Linked DNA regions of Anser cygnoides: region 1 is linked to region 2. Evidence: chromatin contacts called from public Hi-C data. All regions are on one chromosome and are shown on one strand. The core of a region is the stretch at or near the end of the contact, and the rest is flanking DNA. Distances in the headings are between cores, read along the strand shown.

Region 1 (5,816 bases), core at 859-3,358, 400 kb before region 2:
TCCTGGTGTCCTCCTCTGTAGCTTACCTCCATTTTACAAGTTCTGTGATATGCTCATTTTAAGCGGAAAATATATTTGTTTTCATGTTTGATTTATGAGCGTTAAGCACACAACACAGAAGCTGAACAGTATTAAGTCAAGCTTTTCACTTGCACATCTGCAAGAGATGCACTAACACATACCTCAGAAATATAGAGATCTGCCTGCTTTAGGAGCTCTCCAATGATCAAGACGTTTGAGGTGGTGCCATCTCCAGTGATGTCATCTTGTGCTGTCGCTACTTTTGCTATCAAGGAGGCTGTGGGGTGTTGTATTTGCTAAACAAAAGTAAGAAGCTGAACTGTAAGCCTCATCACAACGGTAGAGAAAGCTGATCTGAAGTCAGCTCAGTAGTTTATCTAGTTGATAGGCAATGTTTTAATTATTCCTGTCAATTTAGCTAGTTTCAACACACAATTCCAGTTAGCAACAACAAAAATCACACTTGGCCAGTAAGTTTCTTGAATTGAATCTGCGTCATACAGTCTTTTTTCCCCCTGAAGACCCAGCAAGTCTCTGGTGACCAGCAATAGGACCTTATGGGCGCTCCTGCGTGGAGCAAGAAGTTGGACTCAATAATCCTTGCAGATCCCTTCCAACTCCAGATATTTTGTGATTCTGTGATCTACACAGAACAATGGTGCACGCTGTTAGCCCAAGCTATTCCTCACCTACAAACAGAGCTTCGCTTGACAGAGCCCTTTTCTCCTTTAGGAACCAGGTGCACCACGACAACTACAACTGGATTGTTTGGGACACTAAGAACAGTTTAGAACTAATTTAGTTCTCTGCATGATCAATGCTGTACATACCCTAACTGGTTTATTATTTGTCAGTTGCTTTACTTGCTCTTGTAAAACTGAAGATCAACATTCAGTCAGTTTGTTTCTCATCAGTTCCTCTGCTAAGCAGTGCAGTGGTGTTTCAGCTATGAAGATGGAGAATTATTGCTGCCTGGCCAAAGTTCACAAGTACCACACATGACTGCAGGGTACTTACACAAGTCAGCCTTTCAATTTAAGGAACACGTGTAGCACTTAGCATCTCCGACTGCTAAATGAAGATTATTTTCGCATAGATTGGAGCCTATGAACCTACAGAACAGCATCCACATTTGAGGAGACTGGTGCTGGGTACTGGGAGTACTGGGACCCATGGCTGCTGCAGAGCCAGGGGCAGGGTGGCAACAGCTCTGTATAACGTGCCACATGCAGGTGGGGGGGGGCTGCGCTTTCACCTTCCCTGTGGGCCTGGTATTACACCACCTGCACCCACCACCCAACATTTTTCCAAATCACACACTTATGAAGCACTCTGTTGTAACTGACCTTAGCACAATAAAATTATGCATTTCCTAAATAAAACGTAAGGTAAGAAGAGTGTTTATATTATTGAAACAGTTCATACTTCCTTTATATGTAAACTGCCACATTAGCACGCCAACTTCATTCAACACCTCCCAAACTGCACTTACTCCTTTACGTTCTTCCCAAAGAGTATTTCCCCCTCAACACACGGGGCCAAATACCCCAGAACCACACACGAGGGGCAGCGATGGACACGGCCCCCTTTACCCCAGGCGATGGGGACGAGAACAGGCCCAGGCCCCCAGCCCCCCCTCCCTGCTCACCATTTCCTGCAGCAGCACGTTGCCATCTTTGGTCAGCTTGATGTCTCCGGCGCCCGAAACCAGCCTGCGAGCGACACCAGGAGGGGGTGAGCATAAGCAGAACACCCCCCCCAGCCCCACACTCCGCCTCCCCCCCCCCCTTTCCCCTCACGCTTCCCCTCAGGCCCCAACGGCTGAGGCGCACGGCGGGAAGGCCGCGGCCTCCTCCCTCCCCCATCCCCAGCGGAGGCAGGGGGGGCGCTCCCTCACATCTTCATGGTGCCCTTGGGGCCCAGGTTGGTCCTCAGCACGTCCTGCAGCCCGCGGGCCGCGCTGATGTTCACGGCCAGCGCCGCCTGGGCGCGAGCCACCTCAGCTTTGGGGTTGAGCGCCTTCACCGCCATGGCCGCCGCCGCTCCCCTCAGCTCCGCGCCGCGCACTGGGCGGGAACGACGCCGGCCGCGCCTCCCCGCCCGCCCCTTCTAGAACACTCCGGCGGCCGCGCGTCCCCATTGGTCCGTGTGCGCCAGAGCCGCGCTGCTATTGGCTGCGAGGCCTGTCGATCTGTCGGGCAGCTCCCGCCTACTGTCTCTCCCCTCCTCTTGAGGCGCTGAAGGGAGCGGGGCCCTAAGGGAATGGCGGGGTGTGTATGGCTCGGCTCGGCTCGGCTCGGCTCGGCTCGGCTCGGCTCGGCTCGGCTCGGCTCGGCTCGGCTCATGCTTAGCAGTGAATGTGTAAACGAGGTCTTTGATCGGGCAGGGGTGCTCGCTCGTGAATCCCACCCACTCATGTGACAGACACCCCCTGGGGCAGGTTCACAGAACCGTGAGAATAAATAATTAAACCTGCCGATTTAACCTTAGATCGGGCAGATTAATAGTTAAGCGGCATGGATTAATAATCGAAATGGGTCTTGGTAAAAAGCCAGAGCTGAGGTTAATCAAAAGTTTCTTAACAGAAGGTGCTGTGTGGGCCCACCAAGGCCAGCAGCTTCTCAGTGGGATCTTCCCAGCCACCACAACGCAGCCCTGCTCGCTGCCGTGGCCTTTCACTTCACAAGTCTCTGTAACTGGGGTAAAATTCTCCCCAGGCAACACTGAGGTGTCCCGTGAGATCTGTGCAAGAAAAAATGTTAAAGTCAAGGGAACCTCAATGGAGTGTTGGAAGCCTTGGGCTGATATGGCCAGTGAGGGCCCAGTCCTTGAGCCTGCACAACGTACGCATTTTAGTGGCTTTCAGCTCCACAAAGGATGAAGATGGAGAATTTCCCTTGGAAAGGGCTTGAGAGCTCTTGCCAGGGCTCCTTACAAATACCACAGGCACAAATTGCACCAAGTTTGGCTCCCACATTGCCCCATCCACACCTGTGTCCCCTAACACCTGCCTGCTGCAGGGGCGATTGGCAATACCAGGCATGACACAACCCTCTCCTTATTTCAAGTGTTTTGTAAGGAAAGTCCCTGCCCCAGGATAATCGTGGCCTGTGGCTGCAAAGCTGTGCCGGCAAGATCCAGGCCAAGTGGTTTTTGGTATTCCTGCAGCCCATCTGCTCCAGAGGGCACTAACCCGCAGCAAACAGACACACGCAACTCCGTACCAATTGGTCCTGAGCTCAGAATTTCCTCAGTACTCGGTACGGACCACAAAGAGCCTCACCCAGGGCTCATCCACCAGGTGTAAGGATGGCGCAGAATAAATCTCCCCTACCCCTTCCCACTTTTTGCAGCAGGGAAGCTGCCAAAACCCAGGCCATGGCAGCTCTGGACGGAGAGGTTGGCTGCTGAGCAATGGGCCGCTCGTGTTTCCGTGCCACTGCCAGTAGTAAACTCTAAAAGCCTGCTGATGGGTACAGTTTTGTTGCACAACAAAAGTTTTGGGGAAGCATGACTGAAATGGTCATTGAGGGTCAAATATAAGGGCAGACTCAGCAGCCTTGCTGATTTTGGCAGTAGAGGATGGCACCTGCCGGTAATGTGCTCCGCTGCTTTGGGTGAGGATCTCAAGTTTCTGGGCAAAGCGCCACACATGGCCCATCATTCTGACTTGGCAGGTCTGGAGGGGACAGCTGCTAGTACGCTTGGGTTTCTGATTTTTACATGTTTCGGATGGAGTTGATGTTTGAGCAAAATATACCACAAGTTTGGAGCCTTTTTGTTTAGCAGAGCAGGGTGCTTGTCTTGTAAAATATTTTAATGCTGATTCTTTAGCAGAGAGGCTGCGATTTTTTTTTCCTTTTCTGCTGCTGTAATCATTAAAAATAAACATTAAACATTGCAAAACACAGGAAATTACACTTGGTATTTCATAACTGGGCTCTGGAATTCTCCAGTTAATGTTTATTCTTCACTTTTGCTGGGATGCTACCTGCCTGCTGAAAGCATAACGAAACAAAACATGACAATCCACCCCTGAGAGGCTGCAGTGCTTGTACCTGAGGTGCCGAGCTGCTCTGCCCACTGAAAATACCCGAATCCCTAGCTCTGCCCTCAATTCTATAGCCCACAGGTCACACACATATTTTGCTATTCTTGCCTCTCTGGTTCTTAATTTTTGTTTGCCTTGATCCCTTCTCCAGGCTATGTTCAGTAGAGGGCAGCCTTGTCAAACCCATAGGTGCACCAGCAGGCACACTGTATTTTTTTATGTTTTCCCTGCTGTTGTTCTGTGATCTGTGTGGGTGATGTCCTGTGAAAAAGGCAGGAATTCTCCATCCTAACTCTTCCAGGCACCTCTCTCTGTGCTTCCTTCCTGGGCCACACATGTCTAAGGGTGGTTATGTTATGGTATAGTAATATTTCTCGTTTGCATTTTCATATTAAATGGCCATTTTGCAACATTTTTCAGACAACACTACAAGCTTTTCTACATTTTTCAGTCTTTTAGTTGTAGTTGCTGAACTGTTTTGAATATTTGCTCGTAATGTGTAGTAAAAATACAGGGCACATGCTTACAAGGCTTAAGTAATCCTTTTAAATTACTGGAGTTGCAACAAATTACATCAGAATGGAATCAGTAATGTAATATTTAAACAAATTACAAAAACAAGTCTGTTAAACTAAGACAAGTAATGGGAATATCCTTCATGAAATGTCCAGTAGCGATTCACTTAAGTGAAATCATGCAATGCTTATCTTGGCAGAAAAAAAACACCAGAGATTCCCAGTAAAAACAGTTTTCTTTCATCTTTATCAAGATCTGTTTTTCTTTAACCGTATTCACCGAAATGATTTCTAACTCCGTTTTAAAACATACTGCCCTGCCACGATAAAACTCACAAACAGGACCAGACAAAACAGCAAACCACATCACCAGTTTTGCAGCAAAGGGGCTCGGTCCCATCTTTCCCTGATGCAGGAAGTTTCTAATAGATGCTTGTATTGACAAGTAGTCACGCAAGTACTGAGAACATTTGAAAAGACATACAGGAAGGCATGGGAGGAGAAGCACAGAAGGGTATTGATTTTAGTTCATACACTTAAGTTTGAGGAATAATCCTGCCAGAATTGCAAAAACTTCATGCATAGAATGTGACTGGTGTATCCAGTGGTGCAGAACAATCTTTCAAGATGGGTAGCAGTCATAAGACTCCTATCACAAGCGAATAAAAGAAGCTAAATCAGCAGTCTGGCTTTCTTGACCTTGAAACGAGTAATTGGCTTCACAGTTCTGGGTTGGCAGCCTCCTGTTTACTAACTAATGCCCGCAGTCATGTCTGCGGGAAGTTCTTCTGTAGGATGCCAAAGCACTAGCACAGACAGGTTCTGCAATTTTTCCGTTGCTTTTGACAACATTTTATTTGGAGAAACAAAACAGAGCCTTCTCAGAAGTAGAAGCTTTCATTTTGCCTTCGAAGTTTGTGATGAATTTTGACTGCAGATTTTTTTGGTGTGTAATATTGCGCACTCCGGTACGCAGCTTAAGCCAAAATGCAATAGTGCAATTTTAACGCACGAAACCTTTAGTTTGCGGTGAAAGCAAGCGCCCCTGCCTCACCCCAGACTTCATGCCAAGAGAAACTCCTGGCTGTTGCTTGGCAGATCCCCTCCTCGCCTCTCCTCCCTGGTCCTCCCGCGCCAGTGCCGTGCGTGGAGGCAGGTGGGCTTGCTGAGCCCCGTCCTGCTCCCCGTGCCCGTGGCAGAGGCTGGCGGGCGAGCAAACCCCACATCAT
Region 2 (6,144 bases), core at 532-3,031:
GCCCTCTGCAGGTTCCTCTACTGATCAGAGACACAGCTTATTTTAGATCATGTTGCTGACTTTTAAACAGTAAAAGTTAGGGAAGCAAACCCTACTGCTGAGAGGTTGCTCAGCAGCCTTATTTAAACCAGATAACGACGTACTGCAATTATTGGGGGCCCAAATTCATCTTTCCTGTCCATCTCTTTTACCAGGCTCAAAACCACAATGAATGAGAGAGAACACCAAAGGGAACGATGCCATGAACACTGCATTGTGCTCTGGGCTCCCTGCAAGCTCTCTCAGAACACCGTACCCACGTGTCTTCCAGGGTTTGATGGTTTTCTTCACTGATAACAGATCACTGTTATGCAAACTGCTACACCAAACACCGTTGATTCTGTAAATCATTTCTCAATGGCACATCTTTTTACAAAGCAATTTGGACAATTAAAAATTTAACCACGTTAAACTTCCACAAATACCTTTAATCTGACTCGGTCAAATGCACGGTCCTGAAGTCAAACGTTTTCAGCCTTTTGTTCAGCGCTTTAAAACTGAAGCATAGCGCTGTATGGACGCCGTCCACGTAAAGTCAGTAGCAGTTCTGTGAGCAAAGTTTTTGTCCTCATCCACAGCTCCAAACAGCGTGGTTGGTATAACTGGAGGTTGGCAAAGAAAATGAGGAAGACTGCCTGTAGCTCATCTCGTGACTAGCTGGAGGCTGGCAAAAAGACAGGCATAAGCCTGAAGTCAGTTCTGTGCTCTATACCTCATGCTCTGCCTCAGCCACGAGGAACAGTAAAACAGGTCGAGGTTGGCCCAGCCATGACAGGCAACACAGTGTCCTTTTCCTGGATGAAGGCAGGAATCCTGTTGGTGGTGTGCTTGGCATCCACAGCAGCTTCCTCAGCAGCCTCCTGGCACTGCCCAACAGCACTTTCACCACAGAAACGAGGATGGCTGTAACCCCCAGAGAGCCAGCAGCCAGACCACGGGCACATGCCCCCCTGCGCTGAGATAAGGGGCACTTTCAGGGAGTTGAGGGGACAGCGCAGTACCTCAGGGCCTGGGCAAACGTGAGAGAGTGCTCCTGGAGTCCCCATGTGGGGAAGGCAGACAGGGGGCAGCGCCCCAGCCCCACACAGTCACAACGCAATGCTCCTGGATGGCCAGTTTCACGAGGCCGGGTGATTGAGCAGCACCTCAGGCTGGGGCAGACACGGCACAGCACTCCAGGGGTCCCTTCTGAAGGCCAGGTGACACAGCAGCGCCTCAGACCTCCACAAACAGCGTGTAACGCTCTGGGGGGACGAATACTGTGAGGCCCATGAGAGGGCAGTGCCTCAGACCCACGCTGACACAGCACAGCGCTCTCAGAGGAGCTGTTCCGAAGGCCGGGTGACACAGCAGCACTTCAGCCCCGCGTATCCAAAACACCAAAACCCTCCCAGGGGAGCCGCTTAGGAGCCCCGGTGACCTGGCAGCACCTCAGACCAGAACCAAGGCGGTGCGGCGCTCTCAGCAGACTCAGCGGGCCGCGGGCATCGCCTCAGGCCCGCACCAAGATGGCGCCGGGCTCCCCTCCAGGCGCCCGCATGGCGGCGTCGCCTCAGAGGCACCAGAGGCGGGAAACGTGAGGCGGGGCCAGAGGCGGGAAGCGGCGCGAGGCGGGGCCAGAGGCGGGGCCACCGCCGCTCCGAGGGGCGGGACCTGCCGCGGCGGGGCGCGGCCAAGCCCCGGGATCCTCTCAGGGGCTGCCGGTAGCGGCGGGGCGCACGCGCACTGCGCCCTACGGAAGCCCGGAGGCGGCGCGGCCGGGGCCCAGCGAGGGGCGGTTGCGGGGCCCGTGAGGGGAGCGAAGGGGGGCGGCGGGCGGCGGGCGCGGGGCTCAGCACCGGGCGCCTCCCGCCTCTCGCAGCGCCGCCGGCGGGGGCCGGATGCCCGTTGGCGGCAGGGCTCTGGCCCAGGCTGCCCGGGTGCTCGGTCGCGGCGCGGCCCTCGGCCTCTGCCGGCCGCCGCTCTCCTCAGCGGGACCCCGCCGCTGCCCCGCCGCGGGCAGCCCCCGGGGCCGGTTAGCGGCGAGCGGAGCCTGCGGAGGCCGCCCGGGGGCGGAGAGGGGCGGCGGGGTCGGAGGGGGGCTCCCGGCGGTGATCGCGGGGCCGCCGGGGGGCTGCCCGGCCCCGGGGGGGGCGATGGCGGAGCAGCGGTACTGCGTGGACTACGCCAAGCGCGGCACGGCCGGCTGCAAGAAGTGCAAGGAGAAGCTGGTGAAGGGCACGGTGCGCATCGGGAAGATCGTGCCCAACCCCTTCACCGAGTCCGGCGGGGAGATGAAGGAGTGGTACCACGTCAGGTGCATGTTTGAGAAGCTGGAGAAGGCCCGCGCCACCACCAAGAAGATCGAGGACATCACGGACTTGGAGGGCTGGGAGGAGCTGCAGGACGAGGAGAAGGAGCTAATCCACAAGCACATCGCAGGTGAGGCACGGGGCAGGGCCTGGGCCGCTTTTCAGCCCTGCTCGTTTTTAAAACATGCCACCGACTGCCACGCAGCCGTGCATTTACTGTGTAATCCTTGCTGATTTGCTGGTGTGATCTCGTGAAAAGGTGGGTAGTGCTCTCTGTCTGATCTGTGCCTTAGCCCTAAAGTAAAGGGAAGAAGTAGGCACTTCTAGAATCACGCTTTGTAATTTCTTTTGTCTCAGCTGACTGTGCAGAAGGTCTAAGTGATTTAATCCACGTGTAGGCGCTTAAAGTTTCAGATAAATGCCACCAGAAAGCATCAGTTATGTTCTGGTTTTATCTTTCTCATGATCTTTAGTAAGTTATGTAGTTTTTTTATCTTCTGCTGTCTGAGAAATGCCCCTCTGTCCCCAGTTGTTTTAGGACGTGTTTATACTTGTTATACAAGTATATCTTGTATATGTTGAGGGATGTCGAAGATTGTTTCTGACTGCTGGATCAAACCCATACCTTGCTGTTTTACAGAAGCTACTACCAAGGCTGCAAGTACGCCGAAGAAAAAAGCAACAGTCCAAGCTAAGCTCACTCCCACAGGACAAATAACCAGTCCCTCAAAGGATCCGTTAGCTGCTGTCAATCCGAAGAAGTTCTCTGGCTTCACAGGTAGGACTTAAAAGAAACTGATTCTGGGAAATACTTTTCTTTCAATACCAGCATCAGAAGTTTTTTTAACTTAGTTCAGTCATTTTTTGCTCTGTAGAAGGTGGTTTAGTTTTAAGTATTTTTTATCACGTTTGCCAAAAATTTTGACCGCCTTCGTAGGCTGTCAGTTTTGAAAGAACTGATGCTTGCACTTCTGATATTCCCAAGGAAACACTGTTTATGCAGTAACCCACGTCGTCAGAGTGACTCCAGTGCTATTTGTCCACTGGCTAATTTCAGTCGAATTGTGAGGGTACAGGCTAAAGATAGCCCAGGTAGAAGCGTTAGAGGTACAGGGAATATGAGCCTGTGGGAAACCAGGCTTAGCTCTATTGTTAGTGGACTAAATTGTTTTATGATTGTTTATTTTGATCACTGGATTATTTTTGATAAATGCTTGACAGATGTCAACAAAAGAGTTCTTGAAATTTTTTCCCGCATTTTAGCAGTGATCTTAGGCAAACATGCTTCTGTGAAGGGGGAAGACGTATAAAATAGAAATCAAATAGAAGTGTCTGCCAGCAGGAATTCCTTTTCACCAAGGCCTAACCATGTTTGGTAGAATTAAGGTCCATAAAAATCTGGTGTACTGTGAAGAGTAAGAATAGTGGAAAAAATTGTAGATTTTCTTAATGTAAATAAAATTTAAGGTCACAAATTTTGGTGTAGCACCTCATTATTCAGTTCCAAAGCTTTGTCACCATACTGGGGTTGTTCTTTTCAGATTGCCAGGCACAGGTGCCCTCATCTTCAAAGTCCGCCCCATCTACTTTAAAAAAAAAAAAAAAAAAACTTTTTATCTTTCATTCAGCCAAGCCAAAGAATTCAGAAGATGTCCCTGCAAACTCTTCCCACAAGTCTAGTCTGTCTGCAAAAAAAAGTGATCCGAAGCACAAAGACTGCTTGCTGCGAGAGTTCAGGAAGCTCTGCGCCATGGTTGCCGACAAGCCCAGCTATAATGTGAAAACGCAGATCATCCAGGACTTCCTGAAGAAGGGAACTGGAGGAGGTACGATTCTTGTGTGGTATTTTCTGCATATGAAAGCCCTCTCAAAATTAAACTTCCAATTATTATTGCAAAAGCAAGGGTGAATTAAAATCTGATTGCTCTGTAGTCCAAGCTGTTAGCTGTGATGATTTCTGAACTGATGCGGATAAAATTTGCAACGTGAACTGTTTTTTGAAAAACAAATTCAGATCAGATAAGAAAATGACTCAGGCCAGGACAGTGGCAAATGTTCGTAAGTGCCATCAAATTTAGTGCTGAAATCAGATTTGGAGGGAAATTGTGGGTGTTTCTCCTGAGAAATGGCCTTTCATGTAAAGCAGAACAATGTGGTGGAACAGGTAAGCCCCAGCTGTGTTGTTTTTTCCCCAGTCATGCTAACGAGCACAACTAACTGTAGATGAAAATAAATTGTGACAGTTTCTAATGGTTTGTGCTTTTTTCCAGATGGTTTTCATGGTGACGTATACCTGACCATTAAGCTGCTGTTACCAGGCGTCATTAAAATTGTTTACAACTTGAACGATAAGCAGATTGTAAAGCTGTTTAGTAGGATTTTTAACTGCAGCCAAGAGGAAATGATCCGGGACCTGGAACAGGTGAGTACAGACAGCAGTTCTCTTCATTTGTGCTGTTCAGTCCCTTGGTTTGGAAATTGTATTCTTCCCCCCCTCCCCCACATGAAAGATTGTTAGCTTAACGGTTAGAGTGGGAGACAGTGAATCTTTTCTGTTCTGTTTGTTTTAGCAGTTTTCATAGAGCTTTCTGCCACCTGGAAGCTTTAGAAAATAATGTTTGAACAGAAAGCAAGACTTGAACTCACCTGCAAAGCTTTAAAAAGCAAGACTAAAATATCTAGGCAAATTAGGCTGCACCTGCTTTGTCTAAACTGCTTTGTCTAGTATATTTCTCTTTTTAAATGTTTTATGTTGCTTTTGTTAATATCACATATATCAAAAACTGACTCAATTAATAGACCTGTTCCTATGAGCTCAAGTTGGCTTATGGGATTAGGCTAGGTTTGTACTATCGCCAGTGCTTGGATGTGTGCATTTAATTCCCGTGCATAGGAACTGATAATTGATTATACATGCTTCTGATTCTAGTGCAAGATGGAAGAAGTTGGTTAATTAGCTAGTGAATATAATTTTTTCTCTTATCTTTATTGCCTTGGTATATACTGCCTTCTAGAGACTTCACTAGACTGATTGAGATTCTTTGTTTTACAAGAGGATTTATCCTGAGGAAATAGAGGGTCTGTGGTGCTGCAGCAGTGTAATTTAAAAAAAAAAAAAAAAGAAAGAAAAGAAAAGCATCAACGAGGTGATACTGGTGCTCTTACGTATCTTATTTTGCAAGTGAAATAGCTGAAAAGATGTACTCTGTGTCATGGCAACTTCATTCCAATGTTTGGTTACAATTCCTTCATGCAATTGGAGCATCATTCATGTGCCCACTTCTACTTACTGGTGGTGTCTTACCCGTTCTCTACGTGTAGCTCTGACTCTCATTTTCTTTTTTGGAGACAGGGAGATGTCTCCGAGACCATACGCCTCTTCTTTGAACAGAGCAAGTCTTGTCCTCCGGCAGCTAAAAGTCTCCTGACCATCCAAGAGGTAGATGAGTTCCTAATCCAGCTATCAAAGCTTACTAAGGAAGATGACCAGCAAAGTGTGCTGCACGATATCACTCGCAGGTAAGGAATCTAAACAGCCTCTGAAGGTTTAGACTAAAACTAGTAGTGGTTATCAATAGTTCACAGACTAGAACAGATGAAAAATTAATCATAAACCACAGAGACTGAACTTTACATCTGTAAGCCGCTATCAGTGGTTTGATTGACTCCTTGACCTCTGAATAGCATGGAGAAACATGTATGGCTCCTGTTCATGGCAGAATTTCATCCTTGTCTGTCAAGACATTGTATCAGTACTAGACAAATGGCTTGCAAAACTGCCTTAATGGTACTTAGCTGTAAATCAAGTTGCTGT

The links. Hi-C and Micro-C count contacts between places; a contact is called where the count stands out from the background.
Region 1: a Hi-C map of liver shows a contact between it and region 2, with 2.1 times the contacts expected there. The contact joins the promoter of CCT6A here to the promoter of LIG3 in region 2. A contact is called at or near these places in 2 of 7 Hi-C or Micro-C datasets (both in liver).

Annotation. Positions count from the first base shown.
Region 1 is chr18:6,880,991-6,886,806 of Taihu_goose_T2T_genome, reverse strand. It overlaps CCT6A (chaperonin containing TCP1 subunit 6A), which reads right to left and starts at 2,108. Exons shown (of 14, transcript XM_066979579.1): 1 at 1,919-2,108; 2 at 1,670-1,733; 3 at 183-317. The coding sequence starts at 2,052. PSPH (phosphoserine phosphatase) reads left to right here and starts at 1,687. Exons shown (of 7, transcript XM_013189847.3): 1 at 1,687-1,755.
Region 2 is chr18:6,482,082-6,488,225 of Taihu_goose_T2T_genome, reverse strand. It overlaps LIG3 (DNA ligase 3), which reads left to right and starts at 1,781. Exons shown (of 19, transcript XM_013189878.3): 1 at 1,781-2,460; 2 at 2,971-3,108; 3 at 3,959-4,156; 4 at 4,601-4,752; 5 at 5,683-5,849. The coding sequence starts at 1,920. It overlaps LOC136786610 (a long non-coding RNA gene), which reads right to left and starts at 1,650. Exons shown (of 2, transcript XR_010825766.1): 1 at 465-1,650.